3 separate regions of the Mus musculus genome follow, and regions 1 and 3 are each linked to region 2. Evidence: chromatin contacts called from public Hi-C and HiChIP or PLAC-seq data. All regions are on one chromosome and are shown on one strand. Each heading gives the region's core, a stretch centred on a gene start, on an enhancer-like site or on the middle of the called end of the contact. The rest is flanking DNA. Distances are from core to core; before and after follow the strand shown. Region 1 has its middle 5.9 kb from the start of Hnrnph1. Region 2 overlaps Maml1 (mastermind like transcriptional coactivator 1). Region 3 overlaps Tbc1d9b (TBC1 domain family, member 9B).

What was found. Hi-C and Micro-C count contacts between places; a contact is called where the count stands out from the background. HiChIP or PLAC-seq counts read pairs in DNA pulled down with a chosen protein or histone mark.
Region 1: a Hi-C map of bone marrow-derived macrophages shows a contact between it and region 2, with 65 read pairs. The contact joins two enhancer-like sites. A contact is called at or near these places in 18 of 39 promoter capture datasets (the 3T3-L1 cell line, 3T3-L1-derived adipocytes, the C10 cell line and 9 more), 4 of 15 datasets of contacts at CTCF or cohesin (CD8 T cells, the G1E-ER4 cell line, large pre-B cells and 1 more), 74 of 484 Hi-C or Micro-C datasets (the 3T3-L1 cell line, the AML12 cell line, B cells and 46 more), 19 of 115 datasets of contacts at active chromatin or transcription factors (the 230-238 cell line, the HPC-7 cell line, the SCID.adh cell line and 12 more) and 5 of 9 other capture datasets (adipose tissue, embryonic stem cells, liver and 2 more).
Region 3: an H3K27ac HiChIP or PLAC-seq map of microglia shows a contact between it and region 2, with 2.9 times the contacts expected there. The contact joins two enhancer-like sites. A contact is called at or near these places in 3 of 39 promoter capture datasets (the 3T3-L1 cell line, hippocampal neurons and liver), 19 of 484 Hi-C or Micro-C datasets (B cells, the C2C12 cell line, the HL-1 cell line and 14 more), 4 of 115 datasets of contacts at active chromatin or transcription factors (the HPC-7 cell line, bone marrow-derived dendritic cells, embryonic stem cells and 1 more) and 3 of 9 other capture datasets (adipose tissue, embryonic stem cells and liver).

Annotation. Positions count from the first base shown.
Region 1 is chr11:50,369,949-50,373,643 of GRCm38.p6, forward strand. No RefSeq gene overlaps it. Among named protein-coding and RNA genes, the nearest start is that of Hnrnph1, 5.9 kb to the right of the region's middle. Within about 2 kb of position 1,588, at least 159 of the 459 cell types and tissues checked have an H3K27ac peak or open chromatin away from gene starts, as enhancers often do. A contact at or near this core is called in B cells, the HL-1 cell line, the HPC-7 cell line and 9 more, where this site is marked.
Region 2 is chr11:50,273,935-50,277,509 of GRCm38.p6, forward strand. All of the region lies in intron 1 of Maml1 (mastermind like transcriptional coactivator 1), which reads right to left. Among named protein-coding and RNA genes, the nearest start is that of Maml1, 17 kb to the right of the region's middle. Within about 2 kb of position 2,112, at least 144 of the 459 cell types and tissues checked have an H3K27ac peak or open chromatin away from gene starts, as enhancers often do. A contact at or near this core is called in B cells, the C2C12 cell line, the HL-1 cell line and 11 more, where this site is marked.
Region 3 is chr11:50,154,702-50,158,597 of GRCm38.p6, forward strand. It overlaps Tbc1d9b (TBC1 domain family, member 9B), which reads left to right. Exons shown (of 22, transcript NM_001290760.1): 11 at 385-502; 12 at 2,044-2,329; 13 at 3,716-3,845. Among named protein-coding and RNA genes, the nearest start is that of Mrnip, 18 kb to the right of the region's middle. Within about 2 kb of position 1,275, at least 40 of the 459 cell types and tissues checked have an H3K27ac peak or open chromatin away from gene starts, as enhancers often do. A contact at or near this core is called in the C2C12 cell line, the HL-1 cell line, adipose tissue and 1 more, where this site is marked.

The DNA of each region.
Region 1 (3,695 bases), core at 338-2,837, 95 kb after region 2:
GTGCTGGGAGCAGTGGGAGCGAGCGCTCTGGGATGGCTTTCCATGGTGAGGATTTTGTCCAGAGGATGAGTGAAGACTTTTGAGAATGGTTAAGTGGGGTGGTGCGATGGCTCAGCAGGTAAAATGCATGTGCTGTGCAGAGCCTGCCGACCTGGGTCTGACCCCTGGTACAAGAAGAGACTTCCAAAAGGTGTCCTCTAGCCTCTGTACATGCACACGTGGACATCATACACACATAGGCACGAGATGCGTGCACAATAATAATTTTTTAAAATAGAAGGGTTTCCCCGGGCATGGTGGCGCACGCCTTTAATCTCAGCACTCAGAAGGCAGAGAGAGGCAGGCAGATTTCTGAGTTCGAGGCCAGCCTGGTCTACAGAGTGAGTTCCAGGACAGCCAGGGCTACACAGAGAAACCCTGTCCCAAAAAAACCAAAAACCAAAAACCAAAAAACCCAAAACAAACAAATAGAATGGTTTCTGGGTAACAAGCCCTTAACCCTAGCTCAGGAGGCAGAGGTAGAAGGATCTCTGTAATTTTCAGGCCAGTCAGAAGAGAAACATGCTGAGACCTAGTCTCAAAAAAACAAAAACAAGAGGGCAGGAGAGATGGCTCCAGGATTCAGAGCACAGAAGGCTCTTCCAGGGGACCCAGGTTCCATTCCTAGCCCCCACAAGGCTGCTCATAACTGTCTGTAGCTCCTAGGGGATCCAATGCCCTCTTCTGGCTTCCGTGGGCACCAGGCACAGATGTAGGCAAAGCACTCATACACATAAATTAAAACGATTGTTTAAAAATACACGAAGGACCCAGCACTCCGGAGGCAGAGGCAGGCGGATTTCTGAATTCGAGGCCAGCCTGGTCTACAAAGTGAGCTCCAGGGCAGCCAGGGCTACACGGAGAAACCCTGTCTCGAAAAATCAACAAAACAAAACAAAACAAAACAAAACAAAACAAAAAACCACGAAGGAAAGGGAAGGGTTAAAAACGGGCCTGGGAATGTCGAGGAGTGTGTTGCCTGGCATTCATGAAGGCCTGGGCTAGTCAGCAGTAGTGGACAAAACTGGCCGGGTGTATGAAACAGGCAGGATCAACTGTGGGGCTCAGGGTCCTCCTCAGCTACCCGGGAGCCATGACGGCCTTGTGTGCCACATGACCCCACAGAACAAACTGCTAAAAATGGCTTTGTGTTATGTATATTTTATCCCTTTTAAAATATTCTTTTAAAGAATATTAGCCCTCAGTACATTTTATACACAGCTTGAGACTTAATTGCAGGGAGTGACCTTGGCTGAGGCGTTAGGAAGCCAGGACCACTTTCCACAAGATTCAAAATCTGTTAGTTGGGCTAGGGGTGCAGCTTAGAGCATCTGCCTAAGCTGGCAAGGCTCTAGAGGGGTGTCATTGCTAATACTCCCCCCACCCCACACACCCCCCAAAAAAAACCAAAACAAAGAAAAACATACAAAAGCCAAATAATTCGAAACAAAGACTTTTTTTTTTTTTCTTTTAAAGGAAGACGCCGAGTGAACTGAAGAGGGCGCAAAACCGCAGACCTTGACGGTAGCGGGCGAGGATCAGGGCCGGAGCTGTGAGATGTCTTCCCACACCGATTCTCATTGACCAGTTTAAAATGGTTGCCAGCCATCGCCTGGCATTGGGAGGGAGAACTATTCCATTTAGACCAAGGGGGTGGCAGGGCGAGCCCCACGGGAACCCACCTTGCTCTCCCGCTGCTCTTCCTAGGTCACGGAAGCTTTGAGAAACTGTCATCTGAGCAGACCCTGCGGGGGAAGGAGGGAGCTTCAAGCCCTGGTGCTGCTGCTCCTTTAATATTTTAGCCTTGCTGGGGATAGAATCCGTGACAAGCTAGGTAAACGCTCTCCCACTGAACTGAACCCTCGGTTCCCTTTCCACTCAGTGTTCTGATAATCCTTACAACTCTGAATTTTAAAATCCTATAATCCATCCATCCATCCATCCATCCATCCAATTTTTTTTTTTTTTTAATTATTTTCAGTGCACTGGTGTTTGCCTGTATGTAGGCAGGTCTATTGAGTCCCCTGGAGCTGGAGTTGACAATTGTGAGCTGCCATGTGGGTGCTGGGAATTAAAGCCAGATCCTCTGGGCAGTGCCCTTCATCTCTAAGTCATTTCTCTAGCCCCCAATTTTTTTTGTTTGTTTGTTTTTGAGACAGAGTCTCTCCATGTCCCCATGAAACTACAGAACTCCCTCTTAGGATCAGGCTGGTCTCAAACTTGTGGTCCTCCTGCCTCTGCCTCCAGAGTGCTACTAGGACTATTTGCTAAAAATTTAGATCCATAAGTAACTGAGCGTTCAGCATTATGGCAGTTACAAATACTGAGAAGAACAAGAGAAATCCGTTTGTGTCCCCACTATGGAAGGATAGTCTATGAGAACACTTTAGGCTACTTGCTCAGGTATCTGTTTCCATGTATGTGTGCAATTCTGTGTATTTCAGGAACCTGAGTACTACACCCACTTTTCTTCAGGTTTCCGCAATTCCTGCTGCTGAGCCTGAGGGCACACACCTTTAATCCTAGCACTCTAGCTCAAGCAAAGAATTTTTAAAATATATCTTCATGTAATTAATAGCATCAAAATGTACTAAACATACATTCTGAGAACCTTTGGCTTCTCTACTTTCTTTTTTTTTTTCTCCTCAGAGACAGGATTTCTCTGTTGCCCTGACTGTCCTAGAACTCACTTTGTAAACCAGCTGGCCTTGAACTCACAGAAATCCCCCCACCCCCACCCCGTCTTTCAACTGCTGGCATTAAATTCCTGTGTGATCATACCCTGCTTTGAAGCTTTTCATACATTAAAACAAGTTTTAATTATGTGTCTGCCCCTGTGTGTACCCTGGAACCACAGTGATGGCCACCTAACATAGGTGCTAGAACTTGAACTCAGGTCCCCTAGAGGAACAGATGTTCTTAACCACCGGGCAATTTTGCTAACCCCAGCTTTTTACAATTTTAAGCTTAAATCTTTCAACAAGGCACAGTAGCCCTTACCTCCTGTCCCAGTACCCACAGGCTGAGAGAGATGGGAGGACTGGCAATTCATAGTTAGTCTGGGTTACATAGTGAGCTCTAGGCTGGCTATCTTGGGCTACATGCTGAGTTCCAAGTTAACCTAGGCTACAATGTAGAAATTTTCTCAAAAGAGAAATCCAAATCTCCCAACTATAAATTTAATTCTTTTAAAATCTGTGATATTCTTTTCTTCTTTCCTTTTCTGTTTTTCTTTTGATTTTTCAAAACAAGGTTTGCTTCATGTAGACCTGGCTATCCTGGCACTCACTCTACAGACTGGCCTGGCCTGCTTCCTGAGTGCTGGGAACAGAGGTGTGCACCACCACCACTCAGCTGTTTGAAGTTTGTTTTACTATGGAGCTAGAGCACCAGGGCTATTTGGTTCCAACCTGCCAATCATTAATTTTAACATTTATTGAAGAGCCTTTCTATCCTGGTGGGAATGACACCTTAGGAGATGATGAATTCTAGACTACACCTCGGACCGGTCTCTAGATTGTTCACTGTCAATGCATCAGAATATTTTAGAGGTTTAATTGCACATTTATTTAATTTACATGGTTAATGTATTTTTGGCTGGTCTGAAAATTTCTATGTAGACAGGGCTCTCTTTGAACCCACAGAGCATGCCACAA
Region 2 (3,575 bases), core at 862-3,361:
AGAGAGAGAGAGAGAGAGAGAGAGAGAGAGAGAGAGAGAGAGAGAGAGAGAGAGGGAGAGAGACATAAGGAGCTAGGCAGTACTGCTGTACATCTTTTTAATCCCAATACTCAGGAGGTAGAGGCAGGCATTATCTCTGAGTTCGAGGCCAGACTTGAGTTAGTTCTACAGAGAAAGTTCCAGGACAACCTGGGCTACCCACAGAATCCCTCAAAACAAACAACACGAAAAAGAAATACAACAGAACTGCCTCTAACATACCCTGTTGTTAGGATTTTACCTCTTTTATGTCATTTGCCTGTAGTTTAAAATAGTTGCCCATTAGGGTGCAAACAGCCCAGCACAGGGAGTACATGAGGCCTCTGGAGGTCCCTCCCACTTGCCAGAGACATTCTGAGGATGGCAAGGTCCCTCCAGCCGACTTTACAGTTTGGTGCCTAAAAACTTTTTGGAGTGTTATTGTGGGTCGGGTCTTGAACTTTTGACTGTCCTGCCTTGCCATCCCGAAGGCTGGGACTGTCGCCATGCTGCAAATGCACATTGCATTCTTTTCTTTTCTTTTTTAAAAAAGATTTATTTGTTTCATGTATGTGAGTACGCTGTAGCTATCTTCAGACACACCAGAAGGCATCCAATCCCATTACAGATGGTTGTGAGCCACCATGTGGTTGCTGGGAATTGAACTCAGGACCTCTGCAAGAGCAGTCAGTGCTCTTAACTACTGAGCCATCTCTCCAGCCCACATTGTTTTCTTTTAGGAAGAGAACAGGTTTATCAAGTACACTGGTACTGCCTGCCTCCATTGTCCTTAAGTGTTTACTGTGAATTCATTTTAGATTAAGAGGAAACTACAAAAGTAGTATGGAAAGGCCACTCTGTCCAGCAGTCTCTCCCCTTTCTCTTTTAAACTAGCTCATGTAGCCCAGGCTGGCCTTGAAGTTCTTTTAGCTGAGGGTGACTCAACCAACAGAGACACATTCTCAGATCCTGAAGTAGTGTAACTAATGTCTGAAAGATGAGAAGGCCTTATGAGTGGGGAAGGAACTATTTTAGTTAGGCTGAAGACAACTTGGAAGGTTTAGTTTACTTAAAAGAAGTAGGGCTTTCTAGCAAGTTCGAATGCCTTTTTATCATCTTCTTCCTCTTCCTCCTCGATGAGGAACAAGGTGAGTTTCATCTCACCCATGAAGAAATGGCTGTGGGATTCCCACGTCATATCTAGGAACAGTGAGTGATACTGACTGTGTGCTGTGGAGAGAGACATTAGCAGGACATGGCTGGAACATTAATAGCACACCTTATCACTCAGGAAAAGGGAAGCAAGCAAGAGGACAGAAGAAAACAGAGCATAAAGGAGAAAGGCAGGCCAAATACAACAGAAAGGTAAGCACTGTACATGAGCAGCAGACCAGCAATTAGAGGGTCCCTGGTTAAATTCCCTAAGCAGAAGTTACCAGGTGAGGAGGCATAAAGGGTGAGCATGGAGAGCTAATTCCTTCTCAAACTCAGTTTGAAAGGTAGACAGACTGAGTGGTTGCCAGGGACTGAAAGGAGAAGGAAGGAAGGAGGAGGAGGAGGAGGGGGGCTGTAGAAGAGAGGAAGAGCTGAAGGAGATGTAGCATTTCTTACTAGGAACACGTTCTGTAAGTGACGTACAACTGCTCAACTCTATGAATAGACTAGCATGCCCACTGAACTAGGTATCTAAAATGGGAGAATGAGGCAGCATGTGACTACTATCACACTAAAGCTCTTATTTAAAACCGAGGGAGGGGCAGCTAGATGATTCAGTGAGTAAATATGCCTGCTTCCAAGCCTAACAACCTGAGGTTATTCCCCAGAACCCTGGAAGTGCCTTCTGACCCACACACATGCAGCATGTGGGGGTGGGGTGTGTGTGTGTGTGTGTGTGTGTAGAGGCCTGAGGTTGAATTCAGGTATCTTTCTCAATCACTGACCACCTTATCCACTGAGCCAGGGTCTCTCAGGTGACTCCAGACTTCAGTACTCTGACAAGTCCAGCTAAGTGCCCTCGCCCATCTGTCTCTGCTCCACAGTGAGCCCCCACGCTCACCCAGCATGGACTGTGTGCTAGGGAAGCAAATTCAGCTCCTCCCACATGCCCAGCTCATACTTCCTCACTTACCATTGCCCTAGATCCCCTCAGGACTCTGAAGCTCTGTTCAGCTGTCTTCCTGTTTTCTACTGCTGGTGTGGGTCACAAGGGACCCTCTTTCCAGAACTTTGAGATGGCATGACTGACATGGCTCTATTTTACTAACCTAAGTCTGGGCACAGGCACACCCTTTAATGACAGATCATTCCCTGCAGCTGTCAAAATTAAGTTATATAGGTAATTTCCCACTTTATTTTCCTACTGTAATTTCTATTATTCTGATATTGGGACGTCTGCAGTGGTCCTCCAAATTCCACCACCCACCCACCCACCTACCCACCCATCCCCCAATGCCCCAGTTTTTTGAGATAGGGTTTCTCTGTGTAGCCCTGGTTGTACTGGAACTTGCTCTGTAGACCAGACTCCTCAAACTCAAGAGATCCATCTGCCTCTGCTTCTGCCTCTGCCTTCTGGGTACTGGAATTAAAAAGTATGTACCACCATGCCTGCCTCCTTTTCTTCCTTAAAAAAATTGTTTTTTTACATTTGTTTATGTGTTTGTGGGATTGTGTGTGCATGTAGCAAGGCATGTGTGTGGACAACTTGGGGGAGAGTCCAATAGCTCTTTCCCACCATGTGGGCCCTGGAAACTGAACTCAGGTTGTCAAACTTGGCGATATATCCTTATCCACTTTTTCCTTGCCAACTTTTTCCCCTTGGATTTTCCTCTTTTTATTTTTAAGAATTTTTTATTTCTATTTATGTGCGAACATGAATGAATATGTTGGATTGCCTGAAGCTGGAGTCATAGGTGCTTGTGAGCTGCCTGGTATGGGAGCTACAAACCAAACCCAGGTTCTAAGAACAGTACATGTTCTTTTGTTTTGTTTTTGATACACAGTCTTGCTTTATAGCCCAGGCTGGCCTTAATCCTCCTGCTTCTGTACCATGTCTGATTCTCTTTTCAACCTTATTTACTTTATTTATTTATTTAATTTTATTTTTCAAGACAAGATTTCTCTATGTAATGGAGCCCTCCCTGGCTGTCCTGGAACTCAGTTTGTATACCAGGCTGGCCTGGAACTCACAGATTAAAGGCATGCACCACACCCTGAGTATGAATGTTTGCCTGTATGTATGTCTGTGCATCACAAGCATGCAGTCCCATAGGGGCCAGAAGAGGGCATCAGATCACATGGATCTGGAAAAGTAGTTGTGAAGAACCATGTGGTTGCTGGGAATTGAACTTGGATCCTTTGAAGAGCAGCTAAACTGCTGAGCCACTTCTCCTGCCCCCAGGCCTCACTTCTGATATTGTTGGGATTTGCTTCAAAACATAGGTTACAGGGCTGGTGATGCAGCTCACTGGAGTCTTTGCTTAGCACATCAAAGCCCTGGTTTCAATCTCCAACACTATACAAAACCAAAAAGTACCATACAGTGCCGAGCTGCTTGCTAC
Region 3 (3,896 bases), core at 25-2,524, 120 kb before region 2:
TGAAATAACTTTTTAAAATAACTTGCCCCCTTTTATGCTTCTCTTTGTTACCAGCTAATGTTGTGTAAACCCTCTTCCCCCGCTGCAGGGCTCTAGCTACACACCCACACATCAACTTGACCCAGCCCACTAAGTGGAAGTGTTGGCTGATGTCTTGTCTCTTTTTTCTTAATGCCTTCTAACCCACTTGACTGAGCTGTCTGTCTGTCTCTGTCTCATTGATTTCTTGCAAATTGGCTTATTGGCAGATTTCCCAGGGTTGGTCAGGGGCTGTTTCTTGGTACTGGGTGCTGGACCTCTCTGAAGGGGCAGGCCATTTTGCTCTGTGGCCAGCAGAGTGAGACAGACACGCTGAGACACACTTGTACTGTCTCTTCCTGGCAGGCAATGAACATCGTGACTTCCGTGCTCCTGCTCTACGGCAGTGAGGAGGAAGCCTTCTGGCTGCTGGTGGCCCTGTGTGAGCGCATGCTGCCCGACTACTACAACACCAGGGTAGTGGGTGAGTGTCCATAGGGATTCAAGGAGCTCAGGAGCTCCACGTGGGTGTGTTTGACCTTCCCCTGGCCACTCCACCCTAGCTTCCCTGCACCTCACAGCCATCATGCAGGCTCCTACCTTACAGACTAGAAGCTAAAAATGGATCTTGCCAGAAATGAGAGAAGCACAGACAACCAGCCCTCTGCCTCCAGGGTCCAGCTCCCACCTAGACCTCGTGAGGTCGTTCCCAGGACGACCGGACTGAGTCAGAGGACATCTCACATTCAGTGGGTTTTAAAAGCCATCTAGAGCCCAAATCTCCATCCATGTTTCCTAGGTCTCTTTGCCTCAGACATTTCAAGTTTCAGAACTAGAGCATGTAGTCTACCCGTGTCCCGGTCAGTGGTCCAGTTCTACTCTCAGGCACTCACATCCAGTAAAATCCATGTCGTCAAAAGGAAATGGCTTACAGACTGTCTCAGCACACCTGTGTTTTAGCTCTCAGCTGTCCTCTGCTGTTTGGTGTCCAGGGTCACCACTCGTGGGGGCCTTCAGCTTTGTATATGTTCAGAGCATTGGGAGAGGGGAGGGAAACCACTGCTTGCTTCTGTTGTTTCTAGGGGGTAAAGTCAACATTTCCTGAAAGTCAGACATCTGTAGCCATAGGCTCTATGTCCATGGATTCAGCCAAGCACTGAACAGAAACGCACAGAAGAAACTCCATCTGTACTGAACACACCCAGACTTGTCCCCTTGTTCTTCTCCAGACAGGATATAATAGCTGCATAGCTTTTCATAGCATTACACCATAGTAGGTATTATGAGTCATCCAGAAGTAACTTAAAGTATACAAGAGTAGGAGGCTGGAGAGGTGGCTCAGTGGTTAAGAGTACTGACTGCTCTTCTGAAGGTCCTGAGGTCAAATCCCAGCAACCACATGGTGGCTTACAACCATCCGTAAGATCTGACTCCATCTTCTGGAGTGTCTGAAGATAGCTACAGTGTGCTTATATATAATAAATAAATAAATCTTTGGGGCTGGTGAGATGGCTCAGTGGGTAAGAGCACCAGACTGCTCTTCCAGAGGTCTGAAGTTCAAATCCCAGCAACCACATGGTGGCTCACAGCCACCCGTAATGAGATCTGATGACCTCTTCTGGTGCGTCTGAAGACAACTACAGTGTACTTTACATATAATTAATTAATTAATTAATTAATAAATCTAAAAAAAAAGTATACAACAGTGTGTGCCTAGGTTCCCTGATGCTACTATATACCCCCTGTGTGTATCCTCATGGATGCCAAGGGACCACTGTATATTGAGCAAGTGTTCCTTTCCACACAATGGTGTGTAAGCTATAGAAAGAATGATTGCAAAGTAATTTGTTTCTTTCTGTTTTCTGCATATGCACACCTCTCAGGGCCTCACTATAAGCTGAGATGGCAGGGTTGAGTTTAGACAGGAACCACATAGTGTTCCTATACCCCAGGCCCTGGGATTCTACAGGGTGTCTGCTCAGGGCCCTGGAGCGGTGCTTGTATTTGGCCTCTTGTCCTCCTCAGGAGCCCTCGTAGACCAGGGCATCTTTGAAGAGCTCACGAGAGATGTCCTGCCCCGGCTCTCAGAGAAGATGCAAGAGCTGGGGGTGATCTCCAGCATCTCGCTGTCCTGGTTCCTGACCCTCTTCCTCAGCGTCATGCCCTTTGAGAGCGCCGTGGTCATTGTCGACTGCTTCTTCTACGAGGGCATCAAGGTGATCCTGCAGGTGGCCCTGGCTGTGCTGGACGCCAACGTGGAGCAGCTGCTGGACTGCAATGACGAGGGCGAGGCCATGACCGTGCTGGGCAGGTGACCATGCTGGGGGCGGCTTCTGCTTCCAGGAAGTTGGCAGAGAGCCCTCCCCTCCCCAGCCCTCAGCCAACATCCTATGCTATGTGCCAAGTACTAGACTAGGTCGAGAGATGAGCCAGGAGCAGGGCACAACTGTCCTGGTGGGATTCAAGATGCTGGAAGCAAAGAGGAGAGCTGGTGGGCCTGAGTGTACTGAGCTGCAGGCTGCCACTCAGCTGTAGTCTCGGAAACTGACCCCGAGCAGTCGTCCAGTGGGTGACACTCATGTTGATGTCAGGGGACAGTGGCACAGCAAGACCTCCAACCTCTAGCCAAGGCAGGGAAGTGCTTGTTTCACAAAGCTGTCCTAGTCATCTCCTCCAAGCTCAGTGCCCATTCCCCGACAGAGCAGACCCATACCAGGCTTGTGGCATGGCTAAAGGAACCTATCACCAAGCTCACACTTCCCCTGGCTTCCTCAAGCTCGTCCCACCCAGGTTCTCCTGGCATCCCTACTGTCTCAGTGCACAGCTAAACCTTTCTGGGCCAGGGCCTGCTTCAGGTGATCATGTGGGTCTCCACTCTAGTCTCTTTCATACCCCACAGGACTCTGGTCAGATCTGACCCTGCCCTCCCCTGGGCATGGGGACATCCCCCCTCTCATGGTTTTCCTCTGCACAAAGGAGCTTTCCAAGTCCCAAACCTGGCTTTCAGCTCACTCCCTACCTCACCCTCTCACTTACCCTGAATTCCTTATAGCCCAACCTGGAACACTGCGCCTGCCTGTTGAGCCAGCCCAGGGCTGTTGGGACCCTGCAGAATTGGCAAGGTTGTGGTCTACCTCCTAGCTAATATGATTCTTGGTCCTCTGATGTTCAAGACACTTAGTTGTGACCATGTTTATACCTCAGTTTCATGTGTATGTCCTACAGTGGGGTAGGCACCTGACCAGGGTGCCAGCTGGGATGGGTTGGAACCAGAAAGCCTCTTCTGCCTTGAGTGTTAGGCACATCCTGGAGAGCCTAGAAGGATAGGAAGGCCTGGTTGACCCACACTAGCCAGCCAAAGCAAGTCCATGTCCACTGGACATGGAGAAACTGTCCACTGAATGATTCTTGGCCCATTTCTTGGTAACCCAGCAGAGAGGAAGCACATTGTCCCTAAACTAGGTAGGCTCTGGAATCCACAGGCCCCTAGAAGATAACCTGACCTTCTCAGAGTTAGTGCTCAGGTGTCAGTGGGCGGCAAGATCTGTTCTCTGCTATTACCCTGATGGGAGCTCCCAGCCTAATAGGGGCCCCAGCGGACACACGACTACCTTCCTATAGGACTCCCAAGCCTGAACTCTGGCCCAGCACTTGGCTGTGGCTGTGGATCCTTTACTGCTGTCCTTTGATCTTGCAGGTACCTGGACAATGTGGTCAACAAGCAGAGCATTTCTCCACCTATCCCACACCTCCACGCTCTGCTGACCAGTGGAGATGACCCTCCTGTGGAGGTGGACATCTTTGACCTCCTGAGAGTATCCTACGAGGTCAGCTTCCTGCAGGGTTAGCCTGGCCAGCCTGTTCCCTAGGGCCTGTGG